Linked DNA regions of Sus scrofa: region 1 is linked to region 2. Evidence: chromatin contacts called from public Hi-C data. All regions are on one chromosome and are shown on one strand. The core of a region is the stretch at or near the end of the contact, and the rest is flanking DNA. Distances in the headings are between cores, read along the strand shown.

Region 1 (6,656 bases), core at 2,527-5,026, 580 kb before region 2:
TTTATTTATGATTTAGAGAAGTAACTGGTGGTATAGAAAATTGTTAATCAGGACTCTTAGGTACAAATGTCAGAAATCCCAACTGAATGCAAGAGGAACTTGATTTTTTGGGCTCTAGGGATCGTCAGGCAGAGCTCCATCCAGGACTTGGTGACAGTGGAGTCTCTGTCATTCCCCATCCTCTTTAAAGCTCTGTCCTTTTTTTTTTTTTTTTTTTCCTACAGGCAGGTTAGCTTACATTTCCTTACAGTCCCAAAAGGAAAAGAGAGAGTATTTTTCATGGTATTCTTGGCAGGAAATGTCTGCTTAGATTGTTCATTCCTGAACTAACAAACATGTGGCCAGTCCTGGGTCTCCTGTGTATCTGGACCAGATGCACTCCCTAATGCAAGGGCTTCTTGGGAAAGAACCTATGTCTGCTACAGAACTGGAGAAAGGAGACCCAAGAGTTGAGAGACCATTTTGGAGGTAGTTTTGATAATTCAGGTGGGGACTGAAGTGGGTCTGCACTAGGTCACTGTGGGTGAAGAGAGCTTAGGAAGATTTTAGGTAGAATGTCTGGAACTTGGCAACTGACTCAAAGTGGGAGATAAAGTAAGGGAAGGCTTTTAGATAATTCTTTTTGTGTTCTGGGGCACTCTGTATATGATAGTGTCATTGCTATTAACCAGCCTGGCAATTTCAGAAAAAATCCTTTGGGGAAGTAGACTACAGATGGTAAGCTGAATTTTGACACACCTTGAATCTGAGATAATGGAACATGCAGGTAAAGGGGCCCATTGAGCATTCGGAAGTTGTTTCTGGAGATTAGGATTGGAAATAAAGACTTGGAAGTATCACATAAATGATAGCTCATATTATAGAAATAGATGGGATTGTCCCAGAGGAGATTGTAGACCAGGAGGAAGAAAAGTGGTCTGAGAGGCAAGATACTTAAGTATAAGAGATGGAAACAAAGCCAAATGAAAGGGACCGAAAAAGGTTTAGAAAAATAGATGAACACTTTTTGAAAGTAACAAGAAAGTTTAGTAAATATTATTGGTGTCCGGTACTGTAGAGTAGTTGAGAAAACTGAAGATTTGCAGTCTGTTATCATTGAGGACTTTAGCGTAATATCAGTTGAGTGGTGGTTGACCATGAAGTTTGGCTGCAGTACGGAAGAAACAAGTAAAAAATGGAGTAGTAGCTTGTTAGGGAAACAGAGAAGTTTTCTGAAGGCTGAATAAGAGGAATGGAGACAGCAGTGAGGACTAAAAGTGATGTAAGAAAGGAGTTGGAGTTGATAAAATAAGGTCTCTTAAGAAGACTGAAATAGGGGTTCCCATCGTGGCTCAGTGGTTAACAAATCCGACTAGGAACCATGAGGTTGCGGGCTCCATTCCTGGCCTCACTCAGTGAGTTAAGGCTCCAGTGTTTTTGTGAGCTGTGGTGTAGGTCACAGAAGTGGCTCAGATCCCACATTGCTGTGGCTCTAGTGTAGGCCAGGGGCTACAGCTCCAATTCGACCCCTAGTCTGGGAACCTTCATATGCTGTAGTGTGGCCCTAGAAAAGACCAAAAAAAAAAAAGATTGAAATATTTTTGAGTAAATGTACTTTTTTTCCCTCTGTGTCTACAGGTTCACCCCATCATACAGCAAAGTCATTGAGGTCTGGTACCTGGCATTGAAGAAGTGTTTAGTAAATGACTATTGAATGAAGGAAAGATCAGAGGGAAAAATTGCAAATAGAGATATTTTGGGGGTTAGTCAGAAGGAAGTTCAAGGAATCCATCTTTGTCGTCCTCTTTCTCTCTGAGGGAGAATGCCAAGAGAGAATGCCTCCCCAGCTTACTTACCTGACAGCACTGCTGTGAAGAACCAGCATGAGAACAGATGTGAAACATCCTTAAATTAGGAAGTGCTGGTACAAGTGGAGGGGAGTAATAATTTTCGTTTCTAAAACATCTTAATTTTGAAAGGGGCTTGGAGTCAGATGACACTCAGTTCTCACCAACTCAGAAATCCCATTTGCTTCCTTAACAAGTGCTGATGTAACTTCTCTTAGGTGTGTGATGTGTGGGAAGAGCCAGGCTTTGGAGACAGATGGGCCTGGATAAGAATCCAGTTTTCTCCACTTCTTAGCTGACGTGATTAAACCGATTTCGAGTTTTAACTTGTCTGCCTCAGAATTTATCTGGGCAATGGGGTCTATTTTGCAGGCATGTTGTCACAAATTAAGTACCCATTAAGTGCCTAGAACCATCATAGGTATTCAGGTGACCTGGGATGTTCATCCCTGCCCAGTATGAATGGCCAGCCTGTTCCATCTTCAGATAAAATAATGCTAGGTAAAAAAGTACTATCTTACATTGAGCTAGATTTTATCTCCCTGCTTGATTCTAGTTCTTACTTCTAGAACTGTGCAATTTGAAATCTCTTCACAATGATAGCACTTCAGATGTTTTACAGCTATCATATTCTCCTTGGCTCCTTTTCAGATGAAACATCTTTAGCTCTACTGACACTTAGGATGTGGTTTTTAAATCCACGATCATTCTGGCTGCCATCTTTGAATGTGTTTCGGTTTCATTACTCTAGATGCGGTTTGACCCTATGTCTAGTAATTAGATTTACTTTTCATAAAGGAGAAAAGCGAGATTAATAGGAAACATTTTTGATATAAAACTTTGATTTTAATTGGTTAAAATTAAAGTGTAATTATATAGGTTCATATTCTAAAGTGTACTGTTTTCTTTTCTCAGTAGCATTTGTGAAATGATTGCCTTTGGTCCTTCCCAAAACAAATTATTGATGATTAGTTTTTTCTCCCTTTTAAAAATAAATCTCCAGAGCCCTCAGAGTATCTCATAATGGTGGTAAAATTAAACTATTGAAATAAAATGCCAAGATTTAATCTTTCTATATAGTAAATAATATACTGTTAGTTGCCTACTCACTGGCCATTACCCACTTCCTTCCTTGCATGTCCCAGTTTTGTTTGGTTGCCCCTGGCTTATGTGACTTGGAGAAATCCCTAATAGTGTAAGCTAATCAGAGTAATCCTTCTTTGCCTGGTCATGATTTGTTTAGAAAGGGACATGTGATTGGCCAAGTCTGGTCATATTTTGGGGGAAGTCAGTTTAGGTAGCTTCTGTGAAGTCTTCTTTGTATCTGAAAAGGTAGACACAGAAGGAAACTCCCCCTTCTCTTGGATAGCAGTATGTGTCTGATATGATGCCTTGCAGTGACTACAAAGGGAAATATGCAAAGGTCCATGTTGAGTCTGACAGAAGAGCTGGAAAGAGCTCAGGTGTTCTACCTGATGGTGTTGAGTAAAGATCAGTCACCTTGGAACTACCTTATTTTACTACTTTTTGTTCATGATGATAATAAGATATCAATAAAAAAACAGTAAAGATATTGTTTGACCCAGTTTGATGTGACATACTATTTTAGTTTAGGATAGCCCTAATATTAAAGAACAAACATATTTGTTAGTCTGTTGCACAGAAGAGTAGATATTTTTGGTGGTAGGCCAATTTAGATGTAATGATGAACCTGGTAATTGTGAGGTCACATTAAAATTATATTGCAGTCAAAGTTTCATAGATATTCTTATATTACTGAATGTTTTCATTGTGAACAAAACAGACTAAAGAATTTCTGTCATTGGACATTCCCTGTGGCACAGCAGGTTAAGGATCCAGCATTGTCACAGCTGTGGCACAGGCTGCAACTGTGGTGTGGGTTTGATCCCTGGCCTGGGAACTTCTGTATGCCAGAGGCATGGCCAAAGAAACATTTCTGTCATACAATAACTGATAGCACGTTTAACTACCCAGTTATTTAAGAATGAGCTTGTTATCAATTCTGACAGGGACCCTCTTCTTTCCACTTACAAAGTTAAAAATTGACTACCTTTAAAGGAATTGACATTGTTTTATTCTGAAATAACATTAGGTTATAAGCATGACTTTGTACATGTTTATCGAGGGCATGAAAATCTATTTATGCAGAAAAATTCCATGACTGAGACACATTAGAAACACCCTTTCCTTCTTTCAACAATAGAAACTTCTTTATAAAATTTTAGATAGCACTCTTTAATAGAGGAAACTAAAGAATATGAAAAATGTTGTAAACTATCTGAGTCATCACTTGGATTTGAAAATAGTTACTTTCAGTATTTTTGTCTCCACCCTTCTATGGTTTAGAAGAATGTGAATCATCATCTTTAGTATTTCCCAACGGTAGCTACTTTGAGGTGGAAGTTTGGCGTATGCAGTCCCAATTGGTGTTTGAAATAATTCATGTGCACTTCAGCTACTGATCTTACTGCCCTTGTGGGAATTCCGTGGATGGCTCATGTAATTATTGCTTATAAAGGTAAACATTGAGTAACCATAGCAACTTATTTTTAAATTGAAATTTTTCTTCCTTTGGTTTTTAAAGTACAGTAACTTGATACTATATTTATCTCAGTGTCACTCCATTGTAGAAACCAGAATGAATTGCAAATAACCTTTCCTCAGTTTTTTTTAAAGGAAAGCAGAAATTCAGCCTGTTTAAAATATGAATCGTATACACTACTACTTTGTAGTATTCAGCCTAAGTTGTCTTTGAGACAGTTGCTAAAAGATTATTCATTACATAAATAATAATGCAATGATATGTCAGAGAATGTGTTTCTCATGGGCCTGGTAAACATAAGTTACATGGCAGACATGCTGCTGGTTAGCATAAATTCCAGCCCCAAATTGTACTAATAGGTGATCAAGTAGGATATTTTTACAGGTAATACAATGTAAAAAACTTTAATTCATTCTGGCCTTTAGTCTGAATTATAAATACCTTTTTATGAAGAAAATAGTCTAACCTTAAAAAATACTGTCTAAATACAGTAGTACATATTTTATAATGAGGTAGGGCCCCCCCCCCCTTAGTTTTGATATACTGGGTATATTCTAAGAAACTACCCATATTGTTATGTTCAGTTTGTTAAAATTTGCTTTCATACTTTTCAAAGGAAACAGTTTTTTGTTTTTTAAGACTGAAGTCTGAAAACAGTCATTTCAATATTGACTTAGATCTTAAGTTCTCATTTATAACTCTTGAATCTACTCTCTTCCCAGAAAGCCCATTCCATTTCCTGTCTTCACTGAAACTCACTGTTTTCATAAGTACGTGCTTCTCCACAGGACTTCTCAAGTATAGCTAGCTGTCCCTTTGCTCACAGCCATTATATCCTAGGAAAATGTTTCTAGTCTTCATACCTATGAAAACATTCTCCAGAGCATATGGAAGTTCCTGGGCCAGGGATTGAATCTGAGCTGCAGATGTGACTTCTGCCACAACTGTGGCATCACTAGATCCTTCAACCCACTGCACCAGGCTGGGGATTGAACCTGCACCTCTGCAGCAACCCGTCCCACAATTGGATTCTTAATCACTTTGCACAGCAGGAACTCTTCCTCCCTCCTTCTCCTTTTTATGGACGCATGACATATGGAAATTCCCAGACCTGGGATTGAATCGAAACCGCAGCTGTGGCCTGTGCCACAGCCATGGCGATACCAGATCTGAGCCGCATCTGTGACTTTCACTGCAGCTAACAGCAATGCTGGATCCTTAACCCATTGAGCAAGGCCAGGAATCAAACTTGCATCCTCACAGAGACAATGTCTGGTCCTTAACCTGCTGAGGCAGAGTGGAATCTCTGAGATCTTTCTTTCTTCATGTTGGTATTTTTTTGGTATAAACTTCCCTCTTAGTACTTTTGCTACATCTGATGAGTTTTGGTATGTTATGTTTTCATTTTTGTCTCAAAATACTTTCTGACTTCCCTTTTGATACCTTCTTTGACTCACTGGTTGTTCAAGACTGTGTTTAATTTCCACATTTTCTAGTATTCCTTCTGCTGTGGATTATTAGTTTCTTCTCAAATTTATTAAAATTTACTTTGTGGCATAAGATGTCATCTATCCTGGAGAATGTTCTTTGCTTGCAAAGAGTGTATATTCTGTTGGTGTTGGGCAGAATGTTCTATATATGTCTTTTAGTTCTGTGACAGATATTTTAAGCTGATAAATTTAATCTCCTATAAAAACTGTAATTTCTTGCCACCTACCCTGTGTTATTGATGTCACCATTTACGTATTTTTGTATTTTGTGTCCATTAACACATTTTGTATTTATTTTTAATGTTTTTGACTTTTAACTTTTATACTAGAAATAAGCATTAAACACCACCATTATGGTATGATAGTGTTCTGCATTTGTTTACATGTTTACCATTTCCAGAAGGTTTTATTTTCTTCTGTGTTAATGTTGCTGCTCAGCATCCTTTCTAATGAGCTAGCCTGTGCAGTCTTAGGAGGAGGATTCCCTTGTACGTGACGAGTCACTTTTCTCTTGCTCTGTTTTAGTGTGTCTTGAAGTGGTTTTTTTGTTTTGTTTTGTTTTGTTTTATTTTTTGAGGAGTCCTTTGGGCTTTCTGGATCTGGATATCTATTTCCTTTCCTAGATTTGGGAAGTTTTTGGCTGTTTCTTTGCATAAGCTTTCTGGCGCTTCTGTCTTTTCCTGGTGCTACCAATTGCAAGTCTATGTGCCTGAGGCACATTGAGACCAAATAATACCGAAACATCAGAGTTTGGAGCAGAGAAAAGTTTATTGCAAG
Region 2 (5,936 bases), core at 675-3,174:
CAGGTGTGGTTAGCTTTATCTTAGTCAAATAATGAGGGCTGTTAATTCGAATCCCATCAATGTATGGAGGTGGGTCAGCTGCAAATAAACAAGTAGGTTTACAGATGACGGGCCTTTAGTTTTAAAATCTAAGTTTGATGGTAGGAAAAATAATTCAATGGCTGGACATCCCTTTTCTACCTTGAAAATATAATGGTATAAAGAATTACAAGTTCAATTTAAAACTTAACAAAATTTAAAACTTTAAGTAGTTATAATAAGCAAAAAGCAATCTTTCGGAGTACATTCAGTGAGGTACAAGATAATCCCTGCTGTTTGCTCTATCTTGCATTTCTCTCTCCCAGGAGAGGACTATAAAATAGAGATTGGCTTTTTTTCTTTTGAGGAAAGTTTTAAGAAGATATAAAGAAGTATAACAACATATATCTACATTCCCTCCCACTCAGAATAAACACGGTTTGGTCATACTATCTTCTTTACAAAACAAAGTTCCTTTTAACCACCACCCTGAAGACTCAGGCCATTCCACTCTGAAGGGTCCAATGGGCATCTTTTCAGACTTACGCACACACATACACATGTACACACACCCCTAAAAACAATGGATAATGTTATTTCTGTGAACATATAACTAAAAAAATCAGATAGTATATATCTTGTTTTCCGTCTTTCATTTTCCACACGTTTTGAGATACATAGATATGGTTTATTCCTTTTAAAAGGATATGTGTGTGCAATATCATATGCCATCATGAATAGGACACATTTTATCTATACATCCCCATTGAGTCATGCAGACGATATGTTAATTCAGATTATTTCCAGTATGTTTCCATCACAGACAATGCTACCTGATACATTCTCTGACAGTCTCATGAATCAAGACAATGAAATCACTTCATGCATATCAATTAAGATACGTCATTTAGGATCAACGCTACATCACTCAGCCTATTTAGGAACACTTATAATGTGATTTGTAGGAAAACTAAACATTTTAGTATCTTAAATAGGCAGTAAGTCTCTCATGCTTTAGGTGGTGTGATCTGGTGTGAAGGGTTAAAAAAAATACAAACCAGGCATATCTGTGACCCTGAACAGATTCTGACCTATGTCTTAGTTTACTCTTCTGTCAGATGGAGAAAAATAAGCCCTGTCCAATTTACCTCAGAGTGCTGTGATGAAAATAAACTGTAAACCAGAAAGTACCCTGAAATGGCAAAGTCACAATGTATAAGAGATGAAGCACTGTTTTAATAAAAAATTCAAGTAAAAAGAGTAACAGGTTGTTTGAAATTCAAAAGCCATGCTACAAGGATACACACAGCATTTGTGCTTTTTTTGGTTGTATAATGACCAACGTGAAAAATGGAAAATTTGGCTAGTTTAACTGGATATTTGTCATCCTACATACCATGCCCATTCCAGAAAATCTCAAGATACCAGCTAGTAAGAAGCAGTGACTGCCCTCCACACAGCATAACTGGGGAGAAGGCCATCTTTTCCTATGATCGAGCAAGATGAAACCTGACAGAACCACTGGGACCCCAGCTCCCTCATCACTGCCCATTTCTCTGCACAGCCTTCTTTCAAGAACTGTGGGTGATGGCTTCGTCCATCCTCAAACCACTCATCCTGGGCTTCCGGCCCAGCCAGTGATGCTGCCAGGGTGCTAGTCCAACAGTCTCTTCTCTAACCTAGTCTCACTGGACCTCAGATACAGCAGTGTATGCAATTTTCACTCTTTTCCCCATGGAATGTTTTCCTCCCTCGGGTTACATGAAACCTTACGCTATGTGATCAGGTGTTCTGTTCAAATTCTTCTGAGATAAACTGTCCTCTGCTCAACCTAAGATGCCAGAGTCCAAGGGCCAGGCACTGGGTATTCATCAGTGTACCCAGGACTCTGTAGACGTGACTCGTGTACCTTACCCCGACTCCCCGACCTGTTTCTGCAGCTCTAACCTTTACCCCAGAACTAAAAGACCCAACTGTCTACATGGCTCCTTCACTTTGATGGGTAAAGAGCATCTCCAATTTAACAAAACCCAAAATTAACTTTTAGTTTTACTCCACAACAACTCCTGCTGCCTCCCCTGCTCCCACCAACACCTACTGTCTCAGTAAATGTTCTATTGCCTAAGGCAAAAAACCCCAAACAAAACCCAGGAATCATTCTTCATTCCTCTTTGCCTCGGTGTTAACCCAACAGTCCTGACAATCCTGACCCACATCTGTCAACTCTTCACCACCCTAAGTTTACACCACCATCATTTCTCACATACATAAATACCTAATCGATTTCTCGGCTTCCATGGTTCGTCCCCTCCTATATATTCTACAAAGAATTTTGTTAAAAAAAAACAAAAAAAAAAAACAGATCATGTCACTTACCCGATTAAGAGTCTTCAAAGATTTCCCACTGCATATAGAATAAAATCCAAACCCCTCCTGTGGCTTTCGTGCCTTCATGTGCTCTCTGTCTGCATGCTTTCTGACCACTTCTGACACCACACCTCCCTAGGCCTGCTGGCCTTTCTCTGTTCCCAGAAAACACTATTTTTTCTTCATTTTAAGGTTGGACTTGCTGTTTCCTCTGCTTGTAATGATTTTACCTCTGTTTCTCTGTGAGACTGATGCCTGTTTGTCATTATCTTTTCTTGTCTTATCCTTTCTCAGAAGCTGTCCATGGCCATGCAACCGAAGTAGCCAAGCAGTCGCTAACATGTGATCCTATTTATTTCTTTACACACACGTATCACTCTCTGTTGTTTTTCTCATTATTTGTCTCTCGGACTAGAACATAAACTAACAGTTCCTATCATATAGTAAGTGATAAAAATTTTTTTATTATGAAAGCGAAACAGTATCAAAATGTTAACAAAATGTTAATGCCTGAGGAGTTCTGCAGAGGGAAAGATTTACTTTGCCTGGCAGGAAGGCTATCACAGGGGAAAAAACCCAAGCTGGATCTTAACCAAGTTCATTACTCAGAATAGGGTAAAAGGAGTATGTGGGCGGAGGGCAGGGAGAAGAGAGGTTCTTGGCAGAAGAAACTGTGTGAAAAGGGGTGCAAGGGCAACAGGGTATGATGTGTCTAGGAGTGGGCAGTCCCGTGCCGAGGATACTGGGAAGAGATGGGGCATGAGATACAGGGGGTCAACAAGGCCAAGGCCAGAATATAACGAGCCTTAGACCCCACACTGAAGAGCCTAGATTCATTCAAGAGTCCATGGAGAACCACAGAATTTCTGACCAGAGAAAAAGGTTTTGATTTAAATTTTGGAAATAAAGCTCTGATAGCAATGCGCAAGGGTGTCGAAATCCCAAGTTCCTGAGGTCTCTAAAGCAAAAATGAATCAAAACAAAACACTAAGGTAGTTTCGATCAGTTTATCAGCAAATTTACTAATTTCTCCACTATATAAAGTTTGTCATTTTCAACTGCACCACACAAATAGAATTTCAATGTTTGTTTGAATGTCTATTTACTAAACATACCTGGGTAATAAACTTTTTTCCCATCAGTCTTGTATACGACCATTGTGATAAATTCTCGATTATTTGCAAAGTCATCCTGAAAGCACAAAGAACACAATGTGTTTAGGAAAATGGGCTCAAAAGTGTGTATGGAATGGGGAACAGGAGAGGAAGGAGATTACTTCAAATTTTAAGAGCATTTTTATTTAGTGCCATAAAAAATGTTTTTCTGAATTAAACTGTCATTTCAATAGATGACCACATTGAAATATACTAAAATTTAGAAGCAATATACTAAAAACAAAAACCTCTGCAACCATTAAAATTGTGGTTATCTTTTACAATACCAGGCCAATGAATCAACATTTTCAAACCTTCTTCAACATATTTTAATGTTAATATTCTTAAAACCTAAAGCACATATAATCAACACTAAAACCCTCACTGGAAAGCATAAACTCCCTCATATTTTTCTTCAGAGATGATTCTGGTATGAGAATTTTTATAATTACAAAATACCAATTTCCTTCAAGGAAAACATTCATTTATGAAAACACTATTTTCAAGCCATTTATATAAATGAAACAGGCTGATGACCAAGTTATTTATCTCGCTCACAAAGGTCTAGTAATATTTAAAAGAATTCCTATATGGGACAAAAGAAGGGTATCAGTACCTTGTCCGTTATGTGTCTACTAAGCAAAACCCAAACTGCAGCGCCGCCTTGTGGACACTGCACCTCCAACTTGTACTGGGGGTTGTTGGCCAGGCTATAGGCATCTTTCACAGGTCCTTGCTTAGCATCCCAAGTACTAAGAGACAAAATCAACAAAGACAGTAAGAATTAAATTTATCATAGCGCTAAAATGAAACACTACTTTAAAAAGTGTTGTGTTTCGGGAGTTCCTGTCATGGCTCAGTGGTTAAAGAACCGGACTAGGATCAATGAGGATGAGGGTTCAATCCCTGGCCTCGCTCAGTGGGTTAAGGATCCGGCATTGCTGTGAGCTGTAGTGTAGGTCACAGATGCGGATCAGATCTGGTGTTGCTGTGGCTGTGGTGTAGGCCAGTAGCTACAGCTCCAGTTAGACCCCTAGCCTGGTCTCCATATGCCGTGGGTGCAGCTCTAAAAAGACCAAAAAGACAAAAAAAAAAAAAAGTGTTGTGTTTCAAATACAATCAGGTCATCAGGTTTTCTTTTTTAAAAAAACTTTAGCATAACCAAGAAGCATATAAAGGAAATAACTATTACATGATAGTAATCTGTAGGTATGATAGAAGATAGAACAGCAATCTTCCCAAATAATTTCATTTTAAATGAAAAAAAGAGAGACTATGATAAAGCATATTCTGAAATGTACAAAAAAGTTACCTGTGAATACATGTTGATTCTTTAAAAAGACCTGGATTCCAACTCAAATAAATCACATCATAATATTGGCAGAGATCATCCCATGAAATCCAAAATATTCCTAAAAATTAGATGTCTTTGTTAATGTAAAAAAATCTTAATGATAAATGATTTAAGTTAAAGTACATTTAATATTATGAAAGCACATTATTTAAAGATTAAATATTATTAAATGAAAAAGATATTTACCATTGTCTATTTTCTGAGCTGTTCGAGGATCAAAGTTTAAATATTTTTGCAATTCTGGGGTCCAGTTTTTTACATCATTTTCACTGTATCTTCCTTTCCAACGTAAATGACTCCAAGGATTTTTCAGTTGGATAAACCGCAGCCCCTGTTAAAAAACAAAAAACAAAAAACAGGAGATAACAAAGTTGCAACACAGTTCTATCATATTTTTATTAGAGCATTCTCCAGTAAGTATGCAATTATCAATTCTTTTCCCTCCAAATCTACCTGAAACTACTATTCCTTAACCAACGCTTCTCTGAGTCCTACATCTAATCAAAAACTGTAAATGGCTACCTACCCCTAGAGGAGTTGTGCTGTCCATATGATAGTCACAAATCATACGTGTTTTGATTTGGTTTTTTCTTTGGCTTTGCCCATGGCACATGGAAGTTGCCAGGTCAGGCATTGAACCTGTGCCAAAGCAGTGACAATGCTGAATCCTAAACCCACTAAGCCACCAGGGGACTCCTCACACATGGTTATTTAAATTAAAATTAAGTTTACAAATCAGTTCCTTGGTCACACTAGCCACATTTCAAGAGTTCAAGGACCAAGTATACTAGTAGCTAATGCATTGCACAACACAGACACAAAACATTCCATCATCGCAGAAGTTCTACTGGGCAGTGCTGCCTTAGGGCAGCAAGCATTTCCTGTTCTTCTAAAGCCACTCTACTTTGGCCTCACTATTTCCTGTACTCATACCCCATGGATTTGGCTCTAATCTAGTCCTTCCTCTCACAAGCCCATAAATAATCCTTATTCAGTTTCACCTCTAGATGTACTTGCTCATGCTTGCTCCTGTTCCTAGAAGG

Evidence for each region. A called contact is a pair of places that touch in the nucleus more often than the background predicts.
Region 1: a contact with region 2 is called in a Hi-C map of mesenteric adipose tissue, with 1.5 times the contacts expected there. The contact joins two enhancer-like sites. A contact is called at or near these places in 2 of 47 Hi-C or Micro-C datasets (embryonic fibroblasts and mesenteric adipose tissue).

Annotation. Positions count from the first base shown.
Region 1 is chr13:3,069,586-3,076,241 of Sscrofa11.1, reverse strand. It overlaps a transcript of ANKRD28 not described here. Among named protein-coding and RNA genes, the nearest start is that of ANKRD28, 15 kb to the right of the region's middle. Within about 2 kb of position 3,776, at least 13 of the 83 cell types and tissues checked have an H3K27ac peak or open chromatin away from gene starts, as enhancers often do. A contact at or near this core is called in mesenteric adipose tissue, where this site is marked.
Region 2 is chr13:2,492,764-2,498,699 of Sscrofa11.1, reverse strand. CAPN7 (calpain 7) reads right to left here. Exons shown (of 21, transcript NM_001097443.1): 13 at 5,080-5,224; 14 at 4,852-4,951; 15 at 4,156-4,291; 16 at 3,501-3,576; 17 at 1-78. Among named protein-coding and RNA genes, the nearest start is that of CAPN7, 43 kb to the right of the region's middle. Within about 2 kb of position 1,924, at least 10 of the 83 cell types and tissues checked have an H3K27ac peak or open chromatin away from gene starts, as enhancers often do. A contact at or near this core is called in mesenteric adipose tissue, where this site is marked.